3 separate regions of the Pan troglodytes genome follow, and all the other regions are linked to region 2. The links are chromatin contacts, called in public HiChIP or PLAC-seq maps. All regions are on one chromosome and are shown on one strand. The core of a region is the stretch at or near the end of the contact, and the rest is flanking DNA. Distances in the headings are between cores, read along the strand shown.

What was found. HiChIP or PLAC-seq counts read pairs in DNA pulled down with a chosen protein or histone mark.
Region 1: a contact with region 2 is called in an H3K4me3 HiChIP or PLAC-seq map of stem cell-derived excitatory neurons, with 5 times the contacts expected there. The contact joins the promoter of ZC3H8 here to the promoter of CHCHD5 in region 2. A contact is called at or near these places in 1 of 7 Hi-C or Micro-C datasets (stem cell-derived neural progenitor cells) and 1 of 1 datasets of contacts at active chromatin or transcription factors (stem cell-derived excitatory neurons).
Region 3: a contact with region 2 is called in an H3K4me3 HiChIP or PLAC-seq map of stem cell-derived excitatory neurons, with 2.9 times the contacts expected there. The contact joins the promoter of ZC3H6 here to the promoter of CHCHD5 in region 2. A contact is called at or near these places in 1 of 7 Hi-C or Micro-C datasets (stem cell-derived neural progenitor cells) and 1 of 1 datasets of contacts at active chromatin or transcription factors (stem cell-derived excitatory neurons).

Annotation. Positions count from the first base shown.
Region 1 is chr12:10,962,093-10,964,792 of NHGRI_mPanTro3-v2.0_pri, reverse strand. ZC3H8 (zinc finger CCCH-type containing 8) reads right to left here and starts at 1,439. Exons shown (of 9, transcript XM_063788918.1): 1 at 1,211-1,439. The coding sequence starts at 1,284.
Region 2 is chr12:10,685,866-10,688,565 of NHGRI_mPanTro3-v2.0_pri, reverse strand. CHCHD5 (coiled-coil-helix-coiled-coil-helix domain containing 5) reads left to right here and starts at 1,385. Exons shown (of 3, transcript XM_063789410.1): 1 at 1,385-2,700.
Region 3 is chr12:10,941,912-10,944,611 of NHGRI_mPanTro3-v2.0_pri, reverse strand. ZC3H6 (zinc finger CCCH-type containing 6) reads left to right here and starts at 1,322. Exons shown (of 12, transcript XM_063789421.1): 1 at 1,322-2,163. The coding sequence starts at 2,132.

The DNA of each region.
Region 1 (2,700 bases), core at 190-2,689, 280 kb before region 2:
ATGGAGCTTGTGTCCAACACACTTTGAAACTGATAGCTGCTGTTCGGATTTTTAAATGTTGCTATTATCTTTTTTTGTGTGATGAATTCTTATGTATTTTATAACATATCAATTAGTACCAGTTATTTTTCTTAGTAAATTATATCATCTGCAAGTAATTAGTGTATCTGCCTCTTTCCAATATTTATAGGCCTTATTTTAAAATTTTAGTCATTTTGCATGAGAAGCTTGGTGATAAAATCATGGATCCTGGACATAGCTCTTCCACTTACATTGTGCAATCTCGGCAGGTTATTTAGCCTCTCCGTGCCTCAGTTTTCCCATCTGTAAAACGAGGACGGCATCATCTTCTCTTTAAGTTTGTTTTGAGGATTAAATGATTTATTTCATGTAAAGCACAAGGTAAAGCTCTGGATGATCAGTTAAGGTAAAATTTGAGATAGAGTGAACAGCTGACCAATATCGAATGGTAAAATCAATCACAATTGGAAACATATCTCAGTTGAGGGAAATAAAAGACGTAGGTTTAAGAACAAAGATGGTGGTTTTTAGCATTTCAAATCACTATACACTGCTCCAAAAATATAATCTACAAATTAGGGCCATTTGACCAAGAGTCTCACTTGCTTTTCCAACCTAATGGAAATATTAAGTCCAAATGACGTCTGTTGCTTTATTGTGGTCTTTAGGGTCTTTCCATGCCAATCAGTGGACTAATGGCAGAGTATTGCCTATTCTTTACCTTTTAATAAACTTGTGGTTTCATCCTTTCTACAGAAAAGAACCTAGCAGGTGTCAGTGAAAAAGGTCAAATCAGTGTCCTTTGGGAGTTTACGGTCTCGTGGAAACAGGCAACAACGGTAAAGACAGACGCTACGGGACCACAGAGGCGGGCTCCTAACCCGCTGCTGTGCAGAGAAAGGGGCGCATCCCGGAGCCTTCTCGCCTCCACCCCGCTCCCCCGCCCAGGCTCTCGACAGCCCCGGCCCTGGCGGCCTACGCCTGAGCCCCGTGTTCAGCTTCTGCTCCCACCCGGACCCCGCACGACCTCTATAGGTCAGACGGTGGCGCCCGGCCGGCCCACGTGCTCCCCACGGGCCCTCGCGACGCGGCCCGGACGTGGCCCCGGACTGCCTCCAATCCAGAAGAAACTAAGAGGCGGAGTCCCGCTGAGCCCCTGCATTCAAAAGATGAAAAGATATGGGATCACCTTTCGTCAGAGTCCGTGGCCGTTTTGCCGAGGGCCGGGTTGGGGGGTTTTGAGAAAAGATTCTCAAAATCCATGACCCAGACAGGTCCTCCCTTTCGCGAGCCGGAAAGCTACAGACTAACAACCCGAGAGAGTGACAACCCGGACGCGACGAGACGGACCCAGAGCCGCGCCAGGGCCACAGGCTCCGCCCCGCGCAGCCTCACCTGCCCCGCGCATGCGCCGCACCGCCCTCCGCGACTCTGGGCAAGCCAGCTCTCTCCCTGCCTCCTTCGCCTCGGCTCTGCGCAGGCGCCGCCGTGGTTGCCCTTCTGTAAGCTTTTTCGTCCATTACCTCAGATAGTAGAATTTTGTTTATTTTATTTATTTACTTATTTGTTTGTTTATTTATTTATTTAAAGACAGAGTCAAGCTCTGTCGTCCAGGCTGGACTGCAGTGGCGTGATCTTGGTTCACTGCAACCTCCGCCTCCCGGGTTCAAGCAAGTCTCCTGCTTCAGCCTCCTGAGTAGCTGGGATTACAGGTGTCTGCCACCACGCCCAGCTAATTTTTGTATTTTTAGTAGAGACGGGATTTCACCATGTTGGCCAGGATGGTCTCGATCTCTTGATCTCGTGATCCGCCCGCCCCAGCCTTCCAAAGTGCTGGGATTACAGGCGTGAGCCACCGCGCCCGGCCCCAGCCCAGAATTTTTAAAATGAGTTGTTAGGATTCTGCTTTCACCTTGGTGAAAACTCTTCCATCAAAATCACAGTATTCTAAGGGATGGTAGTAACAGCTAACATTTATCTGAGCACTCCACTACTATTCCTTAGAAATAGCGTTTCACATGTTAGCTAACTTAATCCTCACAACAGCCCTGTAGAAGATGTTCTATTACCATTCACATTTTTGAAATGAATAAACAGATGTGTAGTCAGGTAATGTAACTTGTAGGGTCTCTACAATTGAATGGGAATTAAAATGAATACACAAGTAACCTCAAGACAGAAAAGTCCGTTAAAAAGTACCAAATACTAAGAGAATTCAGAAGAGGGAAAAAATTGCATCCAGTTGGGAAGGCTTCTTGAGAAGGGAGTATTTGAGCTGGGTCTTGAGATATTTCCATAGGAAAAGAGGAAGTGGGCATTCCAAGTAGAGAGAATTGTATGAAGGCAGGAAAATAGAGCATGCTGTTGCAGAACAGGAAATTGCTCAGTTTTGCTCAATGTAATGCCATTTAAGGGACCTGTAGAAAGGAAGGCTCAAACCCTAGGTTGGGCCAGTGATAGAGAACCTGACTTGCTTCTGTAAGTGAAGGGAGTGTTTGATTCTTGGCATGAATCAGGATCCCTTTACCGATTAGTGAAGGGAACTATTTGAAGCCAGACATCTTCCCCAGGGAAATTCTACTTTCCCATGTTGTTTATATTGTAGGCCATCACCTATGGAACATGAATCATTACTAAAAATTCAGAGAAAAAATTGAATTAAGGAGATAAAAACTAGAA
Region 2 (2,700 bases), core at 136-2,635:
GAGGCTGAGGCAGAAGAATCGCTTGAACCCGGGAGGTGGAGGTTGCAGTAAGCCGAGATTGTGCCACTGCATTCCAGCCTGGGTGACAAAGCGAGATGCTGTCTCAAAAAATAAATAAATAAAAATAAATAAATAAAAGAGGCTGCAGTACATGACACACTGGCAGCACCAACTCCTGCCTGGTGGATGACATCTATCTTTAGACTTCCCCACTCCATGGTTGCCGGGGGTCCATCACCATTGTTGACACTTCTTCAGGTTATGATGTTATCATCAGTCCCAGTGCTATCAGTCAACTCTACAATCCTAGGTAGTCCTTGAATCTACAGTTGACCCTTAAACAATGCAGTAGAAAATCCACATATAACTTTTGACTCCCCCAAAACTTAATAGCCTACTGTCGATCTGAAGTCTTACTGATGACATAAATAGTAGATTAACACATATTTTGTAGGTTATATGCATTATATACTGTATTCTTGCAATAGTAAAGTAGAGAGAAGAAACTGTTATTAAGGAAATCGTAAGGAAGATAAAATATACTATTCATTAAGTGGAAGTGGATTATCATAAAGGCCTTCATCCTTGTCCTCTTCACATTGAGTAGGCTGAGGAGAGGAAGGGGGTTGGTCTTGCTGTCTCAGAGTGACAGCGGCAGAAGAAAATCTGAGTATAAGTGGACCCGTACAGTTTAAATCCATGTTCAAGGCTCAACTGTAAACTGTTTGATTTAATGGGCAACCCACGCACCCAAGTGGTTATAAGTGGTACTACAAAATGTATTATATAAATACCGTAGAATTTTTTTTTTTTTTTTTTGAGACAGAGTCATGCTCTGTCACCCAGGCTGGAGTGCAGTGGTGTGGTCTCGGCTCACTACAACCTCCGCAGCAATTCTCGTGCCTCAACCTCCTGAGTAGCTCCAGGACTACAGGTGCCTGCCACCATCCCTGGCTAATTTTTTGTATTTTTTGTAGAGACAGGGTTTCACCATGTTAGCCAGGCTGGTCTCGAACTCCTGACCTCAAGCGATTCGCCCACCTCGACCTCCCAAAGTGCTGGGATTACAGGCGTGAGCCACTGCACCCAGCTGAACACAATCTTTACCTTCCATGTACTGATTTATGTCTTTGTCTGTAACTCCTGTCCACCTAAAATGTACAAAACCAAACTGTAATTCTACTGTCTCAGGCACACTTTCTCAGGACCTCTTGAGCCTGTGTTCCCCAGGCCATGGTCACTCATATTGGCTCAAAATAAATCTCTTTAAAACATTTCAGTTTGGTTTTTCTGTTAACAGGTGGTTAATTTTTCCTAGTTCTTTAATGAGATCCCTAGAAACCGGGTTTAAGACAATTGATTTTTTTTTTTTTTTTTTGCTTTCTCGGTCAGATAAGAAAATTTCAGAAACTCCCTCCCTGTGCACCTGTGGGCATTCCCACTCCCACACACCAACAAGACAAGGTTAGACAGATCTTCTGAGGCAGCTTCTAAGGCCTTTCAGCATGTCAAAATGCATCTTTGGGGTATCCGTTTCTGAGTACCAACAAGGGAACGGAATGGGTTAAGATTTCATTCTCTCAGTAGAGGAAAATCTAGGGATTCATTCTACATTTGAAGCCAAAAACAGTTATCTGACTCCTTCCAGAGCCTTTAAATGTTGATCCCTTCCCCTCTTCTCCCATCAAACATACACTTGGAAGTTTAAGAAGAATGGAGGGATCTCAAGGTGTAAAGTTTTCTTTCTGTGCGATGACCAGTGCTGGTCCTCAGATGTCAACTGCCAACCAGGGTAGCTCATGGTTACAACCTCCCGTACAGCTCTCACTTATCCAGAACTACTGAGGCTCCAAGCTCAGTATCAAACTGTTCACTTGCACTATGTCCTCTATGATGTCACTGTCATCATTTTACAGACACACTGCGACTCCAAGTGGTCGTTACTAGTTCACAATCAAGTAGCTCTCGTTCATCTTCTCGTTCATCTTCAACTCTATGATTAACTGCAAAATGTTCTGCTCATTTTGACTAGAGTCTTGAAAGATCTGCAAACTAAACGGCAGGACTGATGCTCAGTTCTCTGACCAGGGGATATCCAGTCTCTTATGTGGGGAAACTCACGCCCAGGTCTAACCTCACACTTTTAAGACAGATGAGAAGGAAGGGGGAAATGTTGCTACATTAGGAGGAATTAATTACAAAGAGAGGAAGTAACTAGCTTGATAGTCTCATGGAGTCAGGATTAAACGCCATGTCTGTCCTGGCGTACGCTAAGGGATGGGGAAACGTCTGGGTCCCAGGCTGGGTAAATGGCAGGCACAAGCCGAATTAGTTCGGCTCTTGGTTTGACTCCCTCTTCCCTCCTGTTCCAAGCGCTCGCATGAACCAGGGTGCCAGGGGGATTATCAGCGTCTGCGCAAGGCCGATGGTGGCAGCGCGGCGTCAGGAATCAGGCCCCCTATCCCTGAGCCCAACAGCCTACCGCCACAGCACCCAACGAAAATGGGAACGACATGTTGAGACGCTGCAGCAACAGCAGGCGCTTCCCACCAGCTACAGTCGGAGATTTGGAGCGCTTGTGTCTGAGGCTCAATCCCGTCAGGTGCCGCGCAACTCAGCGGCGCATTCTCTTTGGACCCGAGGCACCACCATACTTTCCATTGCTTACTTCCGTTAAACCCCGAGCGCTGCCATGGCAAG
Region 3 (2,700 bases), core at 73-2,572, 260 kb before region 2:
ACCTTTTGAAAGCTCCCTACAAATTTATTATGGTATGGCTATAAGTACAGGTCCTGTCACTGGCTGCGTTCAACTGAAAAAAAAAAAAATAGTGCGACCACAGGTCCTGTCACTGGCTGTATTCAACTTTAAAAAAAAAAAGGGCGACTTTTTTTTTTTTTTTTTTTTTAAGACGGAGTTTCGCTTTTGTTGCCCAGGCTGGAGCGCAATGACTCGACCTCGGCTCACCGCAACTTCCGCCTCCCGGGTTCAGGCGATTCTCTTGCCTCAGCTTCCCGATTAGCTAGGATTACAGGCATGGGCTACCACGCCTGGCTAATTTTTATTTTTAGTAGAGACTGGGTTTCTCCATGTTGGTCAGGCGGGTCTCGAACTCCCGACCTCTAGTGATCTGCCCGCCTCAGCCTCCCAAAGTGCTGGGATTACAGGCGTGAGCCATTACGCCCGGCCTTTATTTTCAATGTATATGTTAATATCAAAAACTTTACATTTCTAATTTAATCCACTCATTGCAATTGTTTTTGAATGCATTCCATTTATGTATTAGTAAAATGTATTATTAAGACAAATTAAGTCAGATATTTGGATTAATCATTGAGTCTATCATTTTAGTAAAAAGCAAGCAACTTTCCTTCAGGACTAATATATTAAATAGGCCAAAACACTGACTTGTCATTTAAAAAATTTTTAAGGTCACTTCATAAGTATAAAAAACTCATGCATGGTCGGGCGCGGTGGCTCACGGCTGTAACCCCAGCACTTTGGGAGACCCAGGAGGGCGGATCACCTGAGGTCAGGAGTTCGAGACCAGCCTGGCCAAAATGGGGAAACCCCATCTCTACTAAAAATACAAAAATTAGCCAGGCGTGGTGGCGCGTGCCTGTAGTTCCAGCTACTCGGGAGGCTGAGGCAGGAAAATTGCTTGAACCCAGGAGGCAGAGGTTGCAGTGAGCCGAGAGCGCGACACTGCACTCCAGCCTGGGCGACAGAGGAGACTCCATCTCAGAAAAAAAAAAAAAAAAAAAAAAGCATGCTTAATAGTATTTATAAAATACTCGCATACATTTTACATGTTAATATTATTACGAAATAAAGTAACGTTTATACAATTATTTCAATAGCTATTCCTATTTAAGTAATAATTGGGTAAATTTAACAGCAAATACAAGAAAAAACTGCATGGCAAGCTATTTTCCTTAAAACATGATTCTGAACACTAAACGTTACAAAAACAGATACTTGCTACAACTGTGAAGGAGAAACTGCATTTCCCTATTATTACAAGAACAAAGGTTTTAACAAAAAAATTTAAGGACTCTACAGCTGCCTTATTCTTTGTTATCCCACCCCCGCCCGCCTCGGCTAACGGTTTTGGGGCCCGTTTGCTTGGTGCGTCTGGAACTCCTCAGGCGGCGGGCGTCTCGCAGGAAAAACCGCGGCCCGTACTGCGCCGGGAGCAGAAGCGCTGGTGGCCCTCGTAGGTCCCGTGGGCTGCCTCCCCCTCCTGCAGACACTCGAGGAGCCATCCGGCCGCGTCTCTCGCCGCCCGGCCCTGCCACTAGGCTGCCGCCTCCGCCGCTGCACACAGAAGGGCGAAGACCCGCCCCTGCAGGTGATTGACGGGCACTCTCCTCCAATGGTCAACGCGCTCGGCCCCGGCGGGCTGGGCAAGGGCCGCGGCTCGCGGAGGAATCTCTCTTGCCCTTTAGTCCCGGGCAAGGTGTTGCGGCCGGCGCCATTTTCTCGAGCCGCCTGTTTCGGGTGCCGCCATGTTGGTGAGGAGAAATCACCGTTACGGCCACTGTCCAAATCCCCGCGTCGCTGCACGCCGCCCGCCCGCTCCCACGCCACAGCCACCGGCGGCGAATAGAGACTAGAGCGGCAGCGCCGGCAGCGCGGGGCCGTTGCCCAGTGTTTGCAGTTAGAGCCCCATCTCTCTGGCGTGGTTGTTAATAGACTGGAAAGTCTGTGTCTGTGTCGCTCACTAGTAACCGTGAGTTTTTACCACTTCGTCACCTGTCGGCGGCGGCCGGGAGCAGGTTCCCGCAGGCGGCGCGGGGGTCTTCCCCGCGCCCCGCCGCCGCCGGCCTCGCAGACCTGCCCTCCAGCCCCGCCCCGTTCTTGACCAAACATGACAGACTCTGAACATGCAGGGCACGACAGGTCGGGAACCCTTCTTGTCTGTCTTTCTGTCGGATGAGAGGAGGGGTCTGGGGCGGCGGGAGCGGGCCGGGGCCGGGCGCCTCCTGCATGACCTAGACGTCTCTGTGTGGCTCCGTCAGTTCCATGACGCGCACCCTTATGTAAACTGCTGGATCGCGGCCGCGGGGGAGGTCGGCCCGGCCGCGCCCGCCTCCCCGAGCCGGGGTCGCTGCTCGCCGGCGCCGGCCCCGCCCCCGGCCGGGCACGTGCGAGCCCCCCGCCCCCGGGCGGGCTCCGTGTGCGCCGGGCGGCTCTCAGCGTCCCGGCTCGGTGCTGAGGTCCTGCTTCTGCCGGTCCAGGTGTCGGTGCTCCCGGCCAGATAGGACCAGCCAGGAATTTTCAGGAATGGGTGTTTTGATATTTGACTGCTTCCCGAGAACCGAGAACACCTCTAAAAAATAAACATTTGGTTTTCAGGGAAGTTTTAAGCAGCACCAAAAGGCCATCTGTTGTATACAGTCTTATCCCTTGGAATTTGAGATGGCAAGTTTCAAGTTT